2 separate regions of the Pan troglodytes genome follow, and region 2 is linked to region 1. A link is a contact called in public capture Hi-C data. All regions are on one chromosome and are shown on one strand. The core of a region is the stretch at or near the end of the contact, and the rest is flanking DNA. Distances in the headings are between cores, read along the strand shown.

Region 1 (6,791 bases), core at 2,937-5,436:
ACTTTGACAAAAATGCTGATAATGATATGGACAATGAAACCCAGGCTGAGGTGGTCTCAGATGGAGATGAGGAACTTGTTGGTAAATAGAGCAAAGGTGACTCTTGTTATGTTGTAACAAAGAGACTGGTGGTATTTTGCCCCTGCCCTAGAGATTCGCAGAACTTTGAACTTGAGAGAGATGATTTAAGGTATCTGGCAGAAGAAATTTCTAAGTGGCGGAGCATTCAAGAGGTGACTTGGGTGCTGTTAAAGGCATTCAATTTTATAAGGGAAGTGGAGCATAAAAGTTCAGAAAATTTGCAGCCTGACAATTTGATAAAAAAGAAAATCCCATTTTCTGAGGAGAAATTCAAGCTGGCTCTAGAAATTTGCATAAGTAAAGAGGAGCCAGATGTTGATCCCCAAGACAATGGGGAAAATGTCTCCAGGGCATGTCAGAGGTTTGCATAACAGCCCCTCCCATCACAGGCCTGGAGGCCTAGAAGGGAAAAATGGTTTCATGGGCTGGGCCCAGGGTCCCCGTGCTGTGTGCAGCCTAGGGACTTGGTGTCTTGCGTCCCAGCTGCTCTAGCTGTGGCTGAAAGGGGCCAATGTAGAGTTTGGGCCATGGCTTCAGAGGGTGCAAACATCAAGCCTTGGCAGCTTCCACAGTGTTCGAAACATGGGAGCTGTCCTGATTATTATTTTTTCCTATAGTAATCATATTAGCCCATAATGTGTGCACAATGCGTATGTGATGGTTCCTGCCCCACGTGGTGTTGAGCCTCCCAGTGCACAGAAGTCAAGAATTGGGATTTGGGAACCTCTGCCCAGATTTCAGAGGATGTATGAAAACACCTGGATGTCCAGGCAGAAGTTTGCTGCAGGGGCAGGGCTGTCATGGAGAACTTCTGCTAGGGCAGGGCAGAAGGGAAATGTGGGGTTGGAGCCCCCACACAGAATCCCTACTAGGGCACTGCCTAGTGGAGCTGTGAGAAGAGGGCCACTGTCCTCCAGACTCCGGAATTGTAAATCCACTGACAACTTGCACCGTGCACCTGGAAAAGCTGCAGACACTCAACGTCAGCTTGTGAAAGCAGCCAGGAGGGAGGCTGTACCCTGCAAAGCCACAGGGGCAGAACTGCCCAAGAACATGGGAACCCACCTCTTGCATCAGCATGACCTGGATGTGAGACAGGGAGTCAAAGGAGATTATTTTGGAGCATTAAGATTTGACTGCCCTGCTGGATTTCGGACTTGCATGGGCCCTGTAACCCCTCTGTTTTGGCCAATTTCTCCCATTTGGAATGACTGTACTCCCACTGTATCTAGGAAGTAACTAACCTGCTTTTAATTTTACAGGCTCATAGGTGGAAAGGACTTGCCTTGTCTTGAATGAGACTTTGGACTGTGGACTTTTGAGTTAATGCTGGAATGAGTTAAGACTTTGAGGGACTGTTGGGAAGGCATGATTGGTTTTGAAATGTGAGGACCTGAGGTTTGGGAGGGGCCAGGAGCAGAATGATATGATTTGGCTGTTCCACCACCTAAATCTTATCTTAAATTCCTACATGTTGTGGGAGGGACCCAGTGGGAGGTAATTGAATCATAGGGGCAGGTCTTTCCCATGCTGCTCTCATGATCGTGAACAAGTCTCATGAGGTCTGATGGCTTTATAAGGCAGAGTTCCCCTTCACAAGCCCTCTCTTTGCCTGCTGCTATCCATGTAAGATGTGACTTGCTCCTCCTTGTCTTCCACCATTATTGTGAGGCTTCCTCAGCCACGTGGAACTGTAAGTCAATTAAACCTCTTTCTTTTGTAAATTGCCCAGTCTCGGGTATGTCTTTATCAGTAGCATGAAAACGGACTAATACACCACTCTCATGTCTGGGCAGGGCCAGTGGGCCCGGGAGGCAGAGTCTGTCAGTGGGACTGGGGCAATAAGGGGTCTCTCTTGTGTCTGAAGGAACCACAGTGACCCACTCAGGGGGCCTAGAGGCAGTGAAGGCTGTGGGCCTGCCACATCTTGTCAAGACTGCTCAAGCAAGTCCTCACTGCTCCTCCAGCTCCCTGCCACCCTCCAATCCATTCTCCCACATAATGGCTCCTTCGCCAGAAGGATGAAGCCTTTATGTGGGTGTTCAGGGCCTGATCTCTCTACCCCATCTCCCACAACAGTCCTCCATACACAGCCCAATGTTCCTGAACAGGTCACAGTATTTATGCCTCTGTGTACACCTTGCTTTGTCTGAAATGCTCTTTCTCCTTCTTTGATAGAATTCCTCCTTTTCCTCTCAGGATCTAGCTTAAATGTGCCATTCACTGGGGAGCCTGCCCTAACCCCAGATCAGGTAGGCCCCACTTCTGGCCTTGCACTGTGCCCCTTCTAACGTTGCACTGCCCATTCTGTGTGGAATGTTCTGTTGCTATATATGGCTCCTTTTCTAGACTGTGAGCTCCTCAAGGACAAGGACCACATCTGATCCTTTCTGTGTTCCCAGTGCCCAGCCTAGGGCCTGGCAGAGAGTATGGGCCCCACAGAGCTTGTTGAATTAGTGTGTATGTAAGTGAAAATGATAGGGTGGGCAGTTGTGGGTAAGTGGCGAGTGGCAAGTAGGTTTGTCCCCAAGCCTGAGAGGGTCACCTGAACTGGGTACAGAGTTGAGAACTCATCATTTTGATCTCTTTTACCAAATGAGATTGGGTCTGAATTTGATTAGGACATGTTATCTGTAAGACTGCCTGGGGCTAGCAAGACAAAAGTCTAAAATCTGAGGTAATCTGTAAGGAGTAGTCAGAGGAGACCATGGGCCCTGCACAGCTCTTTCCAAGGCTTGGAAACAACTTCAGGTGGATAGGTATGGATAATAATACTGTAGTCAGTCCTTCCCATGTGGGAGTGAGGCTCCCAGCGAACAGTCCCACAAATCCCAGAACAGTCCCTCTAGTGAGTCAGAGATCTGGGTAATATGGAAGTCCTCAGATTGTCTGCTCCTCCACCCTTCTGGAATCACACTTTCCCTCAGTTTCTTAAGATGTTGCAAGTCATCGGCCGGGTGCGGTGGCTCACGCCTGTAATCCCAGCACTTTGGGAGGCTGAGGCGGGTGGATCATGACGTCAGGAGTTCAAGACCAGCCTGGCTAAGATGGTGAAACCCCTCTCTACTAAAAATACAAAAAATTAGCCAGGCGTGGTGGCAGGTGCCTATAATCCCAGCTACTTGGGAGGCTGAGGCAGGAGAATTGCTTGAACTCGGAGGGCAGAGGCTGCAGTGAGCTGAGATCGCGCCACTGCACTCCAGCCTGGGCGACACAGTGAGACTCCATCTCAAGAAAAAAAAAAAAAGATTTTGCAGGTCATCATCCTATATTCTGGGCGAAGCATAGAGTCTTTCCCAAGAGCCTGAGAGTTCCTGGGAGCTTATATTCTGATCACCTCTCACTCTTAATTCCTGCTGCTATTGCATTCTTGTGACTGTGACTGAGTTGTTTTGCTCCAGGCTCTGATGCTGCCCTTGCTGCCTCTTTCCCCAAAGCACCAGGTGCAAGCATGTGCACGTAACAGACTTTCCTTCAAGAGTTGAGGGTAAGGAAGTGAGTTATAGCACAATGCAGAGCCGAAAGGCAGAGCCGGAATCATTACCTTCTTTGTACAAAAGAGGAAACCAAAGCTTAGATATTAACCAGGTGACTTGACTAAAGCTATACAGCAAGTTAGTGACAGAACTAGGCCTGGAATGAGCTCTCCTGATCCAGACTCTAGAGTCAGCATTACACTGTTCTGAACATCTGGAATCCAAAGAGCTGTCCAGGTTTAGGTTAAGAACAGTTCCACACACACAGAAAGACGGTCCTGGGTAGCGGGCAGTGAAAGAAACCTGGGGAGCTGGGGATCTCTGTGAGCGTGGCTCACCTCCCCCTCTGTCTCCTGGAGCTGACCCTTGCTCATATCCTGCGGGAACAAGACCCAGGTGGATCAAAACTTTACTGAGGCCCCGCTCAAGACAGGCACAGTAGTGCAGTAGGTTTAATCTTCACTATGGTTCTGCAAGGCTGGCAACATTATTCCCCATTTTAGTTGAGAAAACAGTCTCCAAGAGTGGAAGTGACCTGCTCAAGGTCATACAGATAGTCAGGCCTGGCTCTGAGCCTGAGGACTCCCAGTCCCCGGCTCTGCTGCAAGCTCCATGGCATTGCCAACATTGACCACCAGGTGGCAATCTCCCCCAACTCCCTGCAGGCCACAAGCACCCTGGAATTTTAAGCAGTAATGCCTATGGTTGGTGGCAGAACAGCAGTCTCTGCCTGGATTTTCAAAACTGCCCTGAGGCAGTTTTATAACTCTTTTGTCCCAAGGGGAAATTGATGTCCAAGAGGGATGGTGGCTTTACAGAGGAGGAAGTTCTATGTGTGTGTGCGTGTGAGCATGAGATCTGCTTCTGGTTCCAAGGCTGGTGGACTCTGCTGACCTATTGTTAGCTGGGAGTTGGTGGGCATGACTTTCCTGGCACGATGTTCAGTTTCTCCTCTGTGCCTGCTGTTGCCAAGCCTCACTCAGAGATGGGCAGCCGAGTTTTCCTTGGACTCCCATCAGAGGCCCAGGGCCCAACCTCTTGTTTAGGTGGGGTCAGACTTACCTGGTCTGAGGCCATCTGAACAGCCCTGTGGATCCTTCCCCTATTTTAATCTGTGTGCTTCTTCGTATGGAGCCATGGAAACTCCTATGATCTTCCATGGCTGCCTACAGCCAGGAAACACTGGGAGAGAGTCCTGTGCATTCTTCCTGCAGTACTCACCATGTTCCCTTCAGGCTCTGCTGGATGGACCAGACCCTCTCAGCAGGCTTCCTGCCACTGGATACCCCTTTACCTCTGTGCTGCTCAGTGGCAGTCCCAGGGTGGGCCTGTGAGTTCTCGGCACAGCAAGCTTTCTGCCCAGATGCCAGGGTGAGGCTCCCTTTCTGGCAGGCACGCCCAGCTTCTATGCAGGGCTTGGGCACATTCTCCATTCCCCATCATGGCAGTGACTCTCAGCACAAACACTGCAGTGTTCACAAGGCCACCCCAACTTCTCCCCCCTTCCCTCCTATGTCCTCTCTTTGTGTGTGTGTGCACGTGTACGCTCCTTCATGTCTCTCTTTACAGAGTGTGGTCTTAGAGCCTCTTGTCCTCAGTTTTGGGCCTTCACTGCAATTCCACAAATCCAGAACTCAAGGAAAGTCCTGCTGTACGTCCTGTCAGGTAAAGGTAGTGACAGCTCCCTTGCCAGATTCAGAGGAGAGTTCCTGGGAGTTTCCTGAACGCAGGGCTGTCGTTTGAGCTCTGTGTTCCGAGCACCCAGCACAGGGCCTGCATGGGACAGGCCCCAAGGGGAGGGAGGTGGTTCTCACATGAATGAAGGGCCCTGAACTAGAGCAAGTTAGCCTCTCAGAACACAATGAGTCCCCTTCTTCTGTAGGGCACCACACATCCCTCTGCAGAAACTGAGGGAAGGTGGAGAACAGAGCAAATAGTGATAAAGGCAAGCAGCACGCAGTCATTATGTCAACGTTTCTCAAGTTTCTCTCATTCATATGCCTCCTCCATGATTTTTGCTAAATCCATGGATTCTTAATAATTTTCTTTAGCATATTTTATGAAAATACCTAATTCATGGTCTCCTAAGGAATAATATTCATGAAATCACTGGTTTGATTTATCTTTCCTAATATACATTAAATTATATACATACCTATTAAAAAATAGCAAAGACCACTGAAGTAGGTCATACCTACCACCAGTGAGATGTATACTGCACTTGGGTTATTTAGTTTTCACAAAACCCTATAAGGTCAATCATGCTTTTTCTGTCTTATAGGTGAAGAAATTGAAGGTCAGAGAATTGACTTGGCTGAGGTCACACAGTCTTCTGATCTTTGGCCTACAGCCTAAAGATGGGAGAGGGGAAGGGAGGAGCAGGTGCTTGGGAGATGATGGGGGAGGGAGGCAGCTGCCACTGAAAAATGAAAGAAGATGGTGAAGATAGGGGGTGGGGGGCAGGACTCCATGTCAGAAAGGCAAATGACCTGAGTCCCAATGTCCTATGCACAGTAATGGCCATGAAAATAGCTGCAGATTTGCCTGCATTTGTATGACCAAGATTTATTGTGCCAGCAACTCCAGTAATTGGATGATGAAAGCACTGCAGCTGGGACTGTTGGCTGGAGATTAATTATTAGAGAGAGGAGGTAGGATGGGGAGTAGCCTGGATGGTGCCCAGCTGTGGAGAGACTGGAACCCACTAGAAGAGCAGGCAGGCAGACCTCAGACATCTAGTGGACCCTCCTCCCTACTCAGCTAAGACCCAGGGAGGGAGGCAACTGGACTGGGCCAAGGCCACAGCCATTCTACAGCAAGGCAGGATGAGAGCTCTTCTCTGAGTGAAGTTGATTTTCCAGAAAAGATGGGCAGCTACAGCAGCAGGAAGGGCCTGCACTTGGAGTCTGAGACCAGAGGGGAAGCCTCAGCTTTGTCTCTTACTTGCTATATGGCCTTAGGAAGGTGACTTAGCCTCTTCAAACCTCAGTTTTCCCAGCTGTACGATGGAGATGATGGCATTGACTTTACTAGGAAGTCATGAGGCTCCAAGATTATTGGGTCCTGTTTAGATCTAGGACCCACTCAGGGACAACTTTCATTCTCACCCCCTCTGCTCAGGTCTGGCCCTCATCCTTCCTGCCTGGGTCCTGTGAACCCCTTCCCTGCTCTCTCATCAAGCCCTAAAACTTGATCCTTAGCCACTGTGGGGACTTTCTGCGTGAATGTCAAGTC
Region 2 (6,570 bases), core at 3,583-6,082, 120 kb after region 1:
TCTAGCTGTGTCCTCACATGGTGGAAGGGACCAACAAGGTCTCTCAGGCCTCTTTTATAAGGAATGTAATCTCATTCAAGAGGGCTTTACCCTTACAAACTAATCACTTCCCAAAGGCCCCACCATTAAACACCATCACCCTAGAGGTTAGGTTTGCTTTATTAAAAAAAAGAAAATTTTTTTTGTAGAGACAGGATCTTGCTATGTTGCCCAGGCTTGTCTTGAACCCCTGGCCTCAAACAATCCTCCTGCCTTAGCCTCCCAAGTAGCTGGGAGCTGAGACCATGCCTGACCTTTTAAATTTTAATTTATTTATTCACTCATGCATTCTTTTTTTTTTTAGATACAGGGTCTCACTCTGTTGCACTGGCTGGAGCGCAGTAGCACCATCATAGCTCACTGCCTCAAACTCCTGGGGTTAAGTGATCTTCCCGCCTCAGCCTCCCATATAGCTGGGATTACAGGCACATGCCACTATGCCCGGCTAGTGCTTTCCATTTCTGTAGAGACAGAGTCTCACTATGCTGCACAGGCTGGTCTTGAACTCTGGGCCTCAAGCAGTTCTCGCACCATGGCCTCCTAAAACGCTGGGGTTACAGGTGTGAGCCACCACACCTGGCCAAGATTTAACATATGGATTTTGAAGGTCACAAACATTCAGACCATAGCAAAAAAGCAGGGGGAATTTTGTTGTACTTTAAAAATTGGAGATATTTTAGCATATTTCCCACAATTCGTGGGTAGGAAGCAGCCAGTAGAGAGTGAGAGGATGAAGAGGATGGTTAATAGAGGAGGAGGAGGAGAGCTTCTGAAGCCAGTGTCTGGGCTCCCAGTGGGAGTGGGAGACAAGAGAGTAGAAAGAGTGCAGTAAAGGTCAGTGTGCAGATTTGGCGCTGCAGGGGGACGGCCTATCCTCACTTAAGACTGGAGTGGTAGGAGAATTTTGTGAAGATATTGAGACTGTAGAAGTGTTTGTTCCCCATTGAACGGGACTGGGAGGCAGTATAGTGGTTAAATGCTCCGATCTTGGTGCCAGACTAATTTGGATTCAAGCCTGGCATTTAGCTCTCTGAGAATCTGTTTTCTCTTCTGCAAAATGGAGGATTGATAATCAGGTATTTCTTTTTGTTTGTTTGTTTGTTTGTTGTTTGTTTTTTGAGATGGAGTCTTGCTCTGTCGCCCAGGCTGGAGTGCAGTAGTGCAATCTCTGCTCACTGCAACCTCCGCCTCCCAGGTTCAAGCAATTCTCTGCCTCAGACTCCTGAGTAGCTGGGATTACAGGCACCTGCCACCACGCCTGGCTTTTTTTTTTTTTTTTTTTTTTTTTTGTATTTTTAGTAGAGACGGGGTTTTGCCATCTTGACCAGGCTGATCTTGAATTCCTGACCTCGTGATCCACTCACCTTGGCCTCCCAAAGTGTTGGCGTGAGCCACCATGCCCGGCCTCATCATCAGGTATTTCTTAAGTGCAAGCTCTGCGCTGGTGTAGTGCAGGTTGAGAAGAGGTAACAGTCACAAGCAGACGTCATAAACATTTCATCCAGGTTGCACAAGCCACTGTCCCTCTCCTGGGACCATGGGGAAGTCCAGACACTCACAGTCCATCCACTGTCTGTCTCCCTCCACAGAAATCGGAGAGGCACGGAAATGTCTTCAGCAGGAGCCCGTGTATTTCAGGAATACTTTTAAGCTAAGAACAAAAAAATAGCCCAACCCTTGAAGTTCCCCCTAAACCAGAGGCTGGCTGCCTGTGCCCTGTCCTGGCGCTGCTCTGCCCTGGAAACACTGGGAACGGTGGAGCTCTGTCTCTCTGTCTGGCCCCTACCGCCCTCACTCCCCCAGGTGTGCGAGGCTCCGACAGACGCGAGAGGCTGGAAAAGGAAAGTGCCAAAGGGAGGTTATAAATATGTCCAGAGAGAACCTGGGCCATCTTACCGACCATGCAGAGGAGGCCATGGAGCTCAGGGTAGGAGAGTCCAGAATGTGTCCCCAATGCTGGGCCTCCGGCATACTCATCACCGCCACCATCCTCGCTGCCACCAGGGGGCAGTGTGGCCCCAGCGCAAGGGCATCAGCTTTGGGGGCCAAACGCACCTGGTCTCAAATCTCAGCTCCACGTACCACCTGTGTGTCCTTGGGCGCGCATGACTTCACTTCTCTCTGCCTCTGTTTCCTCTTTGTGAATGGGGGTAATAATAATGGCAATATTGGCTCGAGTGAGGTTTAGTGAGCTACTCTATGTGAGAGCTCTTTGCAAATCATCAGGTGCCTCAGTGCAATCGCCACCACAGCCACAGAGATTCCACCCGCTGGATGCCTTCCCCTCTGAGGTTTCTCACCCTGCAAAGCCTGAGACTCTTGCACTCAGTTTCTCTTTGGGATTATGCCAGTCCTGTGACAGGTGACCCTGGGTTGCCCCCATTCTTAGTCCAGTGTCTGAGAAGGGGAAGAAAAACTCCATTTGCATTGGAGCATTGGAGCAGCTCAGATGAGTGAACAGGAGGAAGGCTGCAGGCAGAGGAACTGGCTGATGGGAAGCTCCTCGAGTGAATGGCCAGCCTGCTCGATGCTGGTCAGCCAAGGACACGTGGAGAACTAGGATATGACTGTGAGCACGTGTGTATTCTTTCAGGAGGAAGCAGGGAACACTTGGGTGGTGCTGGGAGGGATTGGAGGTCGTCGTTATCAGGTGAAGGATGGATCTGTGCTTATCCAGTGGTAAAAGGCAGGAAGGGCATTTGAGCTGAGGGAACTGTGCATATGCAGGCGCCAGGGATGAAAGTGCAAAAGGTAGGTTATAGGTGTGTGGTGATGAGCAGCAAATGTTAGGCTAAGAAATAGGCTTTGCTCTGAGGAGAATGGCTGGGCACAATAAGATTAGGGTTGGGAGCTGGGCAAGGTGTCTCACACCTGTAATCCCAGCACTTTGGGAGGCCAAGGTGGGAGGATCACTTTAGCCCAGGAGTCTGAGACCAGCCTGGGCAACATAGCAAGACTCTGTCTCTACAAAAATAAAAATAAAAAAAAATCAGCTGTGCATGGTGGTGCATGCCTGTGGTCCCGGCTACTTGGAAAGCTTGAGGTGGGAGGATTGCTTGTTTGAGGCTACAGTGAGCTAGGATGGCACCACTGCACTCCAGCCTGAATGACAGAGAAAGATCCTGTCTAAAAAAAAAGATTAGCGTTTGGAAAGATGGCTCCAGTAGAATGTGGAGGATGGATTAGAACTAGGGAGACGGGAGTCACAGACGATTAAGGAGGCTGTGCAAGGGTTCTACAGGAACAAGGAGTGGGCTTTGAATTTAGGGAGAAGAGGGAGTAAGACAGACAGAGAAATATGAAGGCAGAGTTGCCACACAGGCTGCAGGGATGGGGGCTGACTCTGAAGAGATGGGAGGGGCTCAGAACAGGGACCAGGGAGGGGCAGGTTTCCAGGCAAATGGTGAGCTCTCTGCTGAGCCGGAGCTGGGGTTCAAGCCCCTCCTGTTGTAGGAGGGAAACCTGAGATTTGACAAGGAAAGTAAAATGCCCAGGGTCAGTCAAAGGCAGCAGCTTAGTACTTGGATCATTCTGTATTCAACCTCATGGCTTAGGGACCAGCAGATAATGACTGAGTCCTCAAATTTGCCCTTTGAGACGGTTAAGTGCCATGGTTAGGGGCTTGGACTCTGGGGCCAGATTGTCTAGGTTAAGATCCTGATCTGCCTCTTACCAACTGTGTGACCTTGGCAGGTCTCTCTGTACCTCAGTTTCCTCGTCTGTAAATTGGGGATTATAATAGGTTGTTTGGAGCATTAACTGAGCTGATACAAGTGCTTAGAACAGTGCTTGGCAAATAATGAGTGTTAGTCATGATCATTGCATCCATTTTGAAGAAGAAACTGAGGCTTAGAAAAATGAAGTATCTGCCCCATGCCACACAACTAATGTTGGCCGAGTTCCAGCCTAAGCTACTCCAAAGACTTGACTGGTTTCCTTAAGCTAACTGCTTGCCACCGCTGGCTCTTTCTGGAGGATGGTTGATGTCTTTAACTGAAAAGACTAGAGTCCCCAGCTGAAGGACTCTTAGGAGGAGATTCTGTGGCCCTCTAAGCGTCCTGTCTGGACCCAGCTCTGATTCTGACACCACCATTCAGCTTGTTTGCTGGAGAGATCCACTTGCTCCCCTGGCCAGAGAGCAGGCCAGAAACCAGGATCCATCAGGGAGGCCTGAGGCCTGGTCTCTCCCCTAGTTCCACCTAGGGGACAAAAAAAGACATGCATTTAAATGAGGACAGTGCCACTTGGAAGGTGAGATGATTTTAGACGCGCATGCCAGGAACAGTTGGAGTGAGTGAATCTTGGAAGTGTGTGCACAGAATGTGGGGGGCGGATGATGTGTTGGGAGCATGATGTGAAAAGGAGAGAATCAAGCAAAACGCAAACTGTTGTGCTCTGAATAAGCAACACTGATGGAAGCAAGTTAGCCTGCTCCAGCCCCTCCTGAGAGAGCTGGCACACAGGCAAGTTAGGGTGTCCTACCCTGGTCCAGACACCAGAGAGAATCCACCTTGCCACGTGGTTCTTATGTGAGCCACTGCGGAGGCCCCGCCCAGCTGAGAAGCAGCTGCTTGTGTTCTGCTTCCTGCCTTCCCCATCCCTAGGCTCATAACCCAGCAGCAGAGGAAGTGACTCATCTTCCCAGATGAGATGGGCGGCATGCTTCCCCAGCAGCTCTCAGAAAATCTGCCCGAGCCACAGAAATGAAGCCGGGCAGCGGTAGGCTGTGGGTTTCTAGAGATCACTCCATGCGGTGCTGCTGCACTGACTTTCCAGAGCAGCTTCCTCAAGAGAAGAAAACAATCGTAACATTGCCTGAGTACCTATTACCCACCTGTAAGCACGTGCAAAACACACTCAGTGATTAGTTCCATCCGTCAGATGAGAAAACAGAGGTGGAATGAAGAACACATGAATCTGAGTCTCCGTTTGGAAAGATGAGGGAGGTCTGGAGATGGATGGTGAGGACGGTTGTACAGCAATGTAGATGTACTTCATGCCACTGAATTTTATGTTAACATTTTATGTTATATATACTTTATAGTTTAAAAAAGTACTGCAGGCTGGGCGCTCACGCCTGTAATCCCAGCACTTTGGGAGGCCATGATGGGTGGATCACCAGAGGTCATGAGTTCCAGACCAGCCTGGCCAACATGGTGAAACCTTGTCTCTACTAAAAATACAAAAATTAGCCAGGTGTGGTGGTGCACAGCTGTAGTCCCAGCTACTCAGGAGACTGAAGCAGGAGAATTGCTTGAACCCAGGAGGCAGAGGTTGCAGTGAGCCGAGATCATGCCACTGCACTCCAGCCTGGGTGACAGAGCAAGACTCTGTCTCAAAAAAAAAAAAAACCGCAAACTAAGAATTAAATAACACAGCTACTAAGGGGGGAAGCCAGCAGTCACACCCGAGAAGTCCTACCCCAGCGCCTTCCTTGCTCTAAACACTCCTGTAATGTCTCATCTGCGAGTGAGGATAGTGACCTGCAGAAGATGTGATTGGACAGAGAGACAGGGACCACTCAGTGTCAGGCTAAGAAGGATGGTCTCTCCTGGGGTTACTGAGAGCTGGGTCAGGGTTTTATACAGAAAGGGGCATGGTAGGATTTAAGGGTCAGAAAGTTCCCTCTGGCTTGCAAGAAGATGGGCTGGTGTGAAACTGGAGGTAGGAAAGAGGCCGGGGCATGGCCCAGACAAGAGCAGTGGTGGGCTAGACCAGGACAGGGCTGCAGATTTGAGAGGCTCGTGAAGTGGAATGGACAGGTGGGGAACGCGGGCAGGCAATGACTGCCCTAGCTGGGTTTCTTCTGGCCCACCCAGTTCAGCCTCTGGACAGTGGTCCTTCAAGGTCCCCTCCCTGACTGAAGCCTCAGAGGAAAAGTCAGGGCACAGGCTTCCTCTCCAGCCCCCAGGGGGCAGTGTTGCAAAGTCTTTAGGGAGCAGGGCCCTTCTTCCAAATTATCCACGGCCTGGCAGGGGCTTGCTCCCATCGCGCATTTGCCACCCCCACTCACCCCATCCCCAACTCCCACCCTCGGCATCCCTCCCAGCCTTTGCTGCACCACCCCTCTCCCGTGTCCTCTCTCCAAGAAGACATATTAATAACTGTAATCCCACACTTGACACTTTAGGAAAACAGTGGCACAGCCATTAGCTCATGTGGGCCATGAGCAGAATGAGACTCCAAAAGACAGGGGCAGAGCAGAATGAGACTCTTCCCCCAACCCCCACCACCCCCATCCCCAGCCACCATTAAAATTTTTTTTTTTTTTTTTTTTTTAGAGACAGGGTCTCGCTCTGCTGCCCAGGCTGGAGTACAGTGGTGTGATCATAGCTCACTGCAGCCTCCAACTCCTGGGCTCAAGGGATCCTCCCCACTTCAGCCTCCCCAGTAGCTGGGACCACAGGCATGTGCCACCACACCTGGCTAATTTTTAAATTTTTGGTAGAGACAGGGTCTCACTATGTTTCCCAGGCTTGCATCGAACTCCTGGCCTCAAGTAATCTTCCTGCCTCGGTCTCCCAAAGCACT

Evidence for each region. Capture Hi-C pulls out chosen DNA fragments and counts their contacts.
Region 2: a capture Hi-C map of stem cell-derived neural stem cells shows a contact between it and region 1, with 2.6 times the contacts expected there. The contact joins two enhancer-like sites. A contact is called at or near these places in 4 of 7 Hi-C or Micro-C datasets (blood, induced pluripotent stem cells and stem cell-derived neural progenitor cells) and 1 of 1 other capture datasets (stem cell-derived neural stem cells).

Annotation. Positions count from the first base shown.
Region 1 is chr9:77,044,440-77,051,230 of NHGRI_mPanTro3-v2.0_pri, forward strand. No RefSeq gene overlaps it. Among named protein-coding and RNA genes, the nearest start is that of NEU3, 34 kb to the left of the region's middle. Within about 2 kb of position 4,187, at least 10 of the 24 cell types and tissues checked have an H3K27ac peak or open chromatin away from gene starts, as enhancers often do. A contact at or near this core is called in stem cell-derived neural stem cells, where this site is marked.
Region 2 is chr9:77,164,404-77,170,973 of NHGRI_mPanTro3-v2.0_pri, forward strand. All of the region lies in intron 1 of SLCO2B1 (solute carrier organic anion transporter family member 2B1), which reads left to right. Among named protein-coding and RNA genes, the nearest start is that of SLCO2B1, 41 kb to the left of the region's middle. Within about 2 kb of position 4,833, at least 8 of the 24 cell types and tissues checked have an H3K27ac peak or open chromatin away from gene starts, as enhancers often do. A contact at or near this core is called in stem cell-derived neural stem cells, where this site is marked.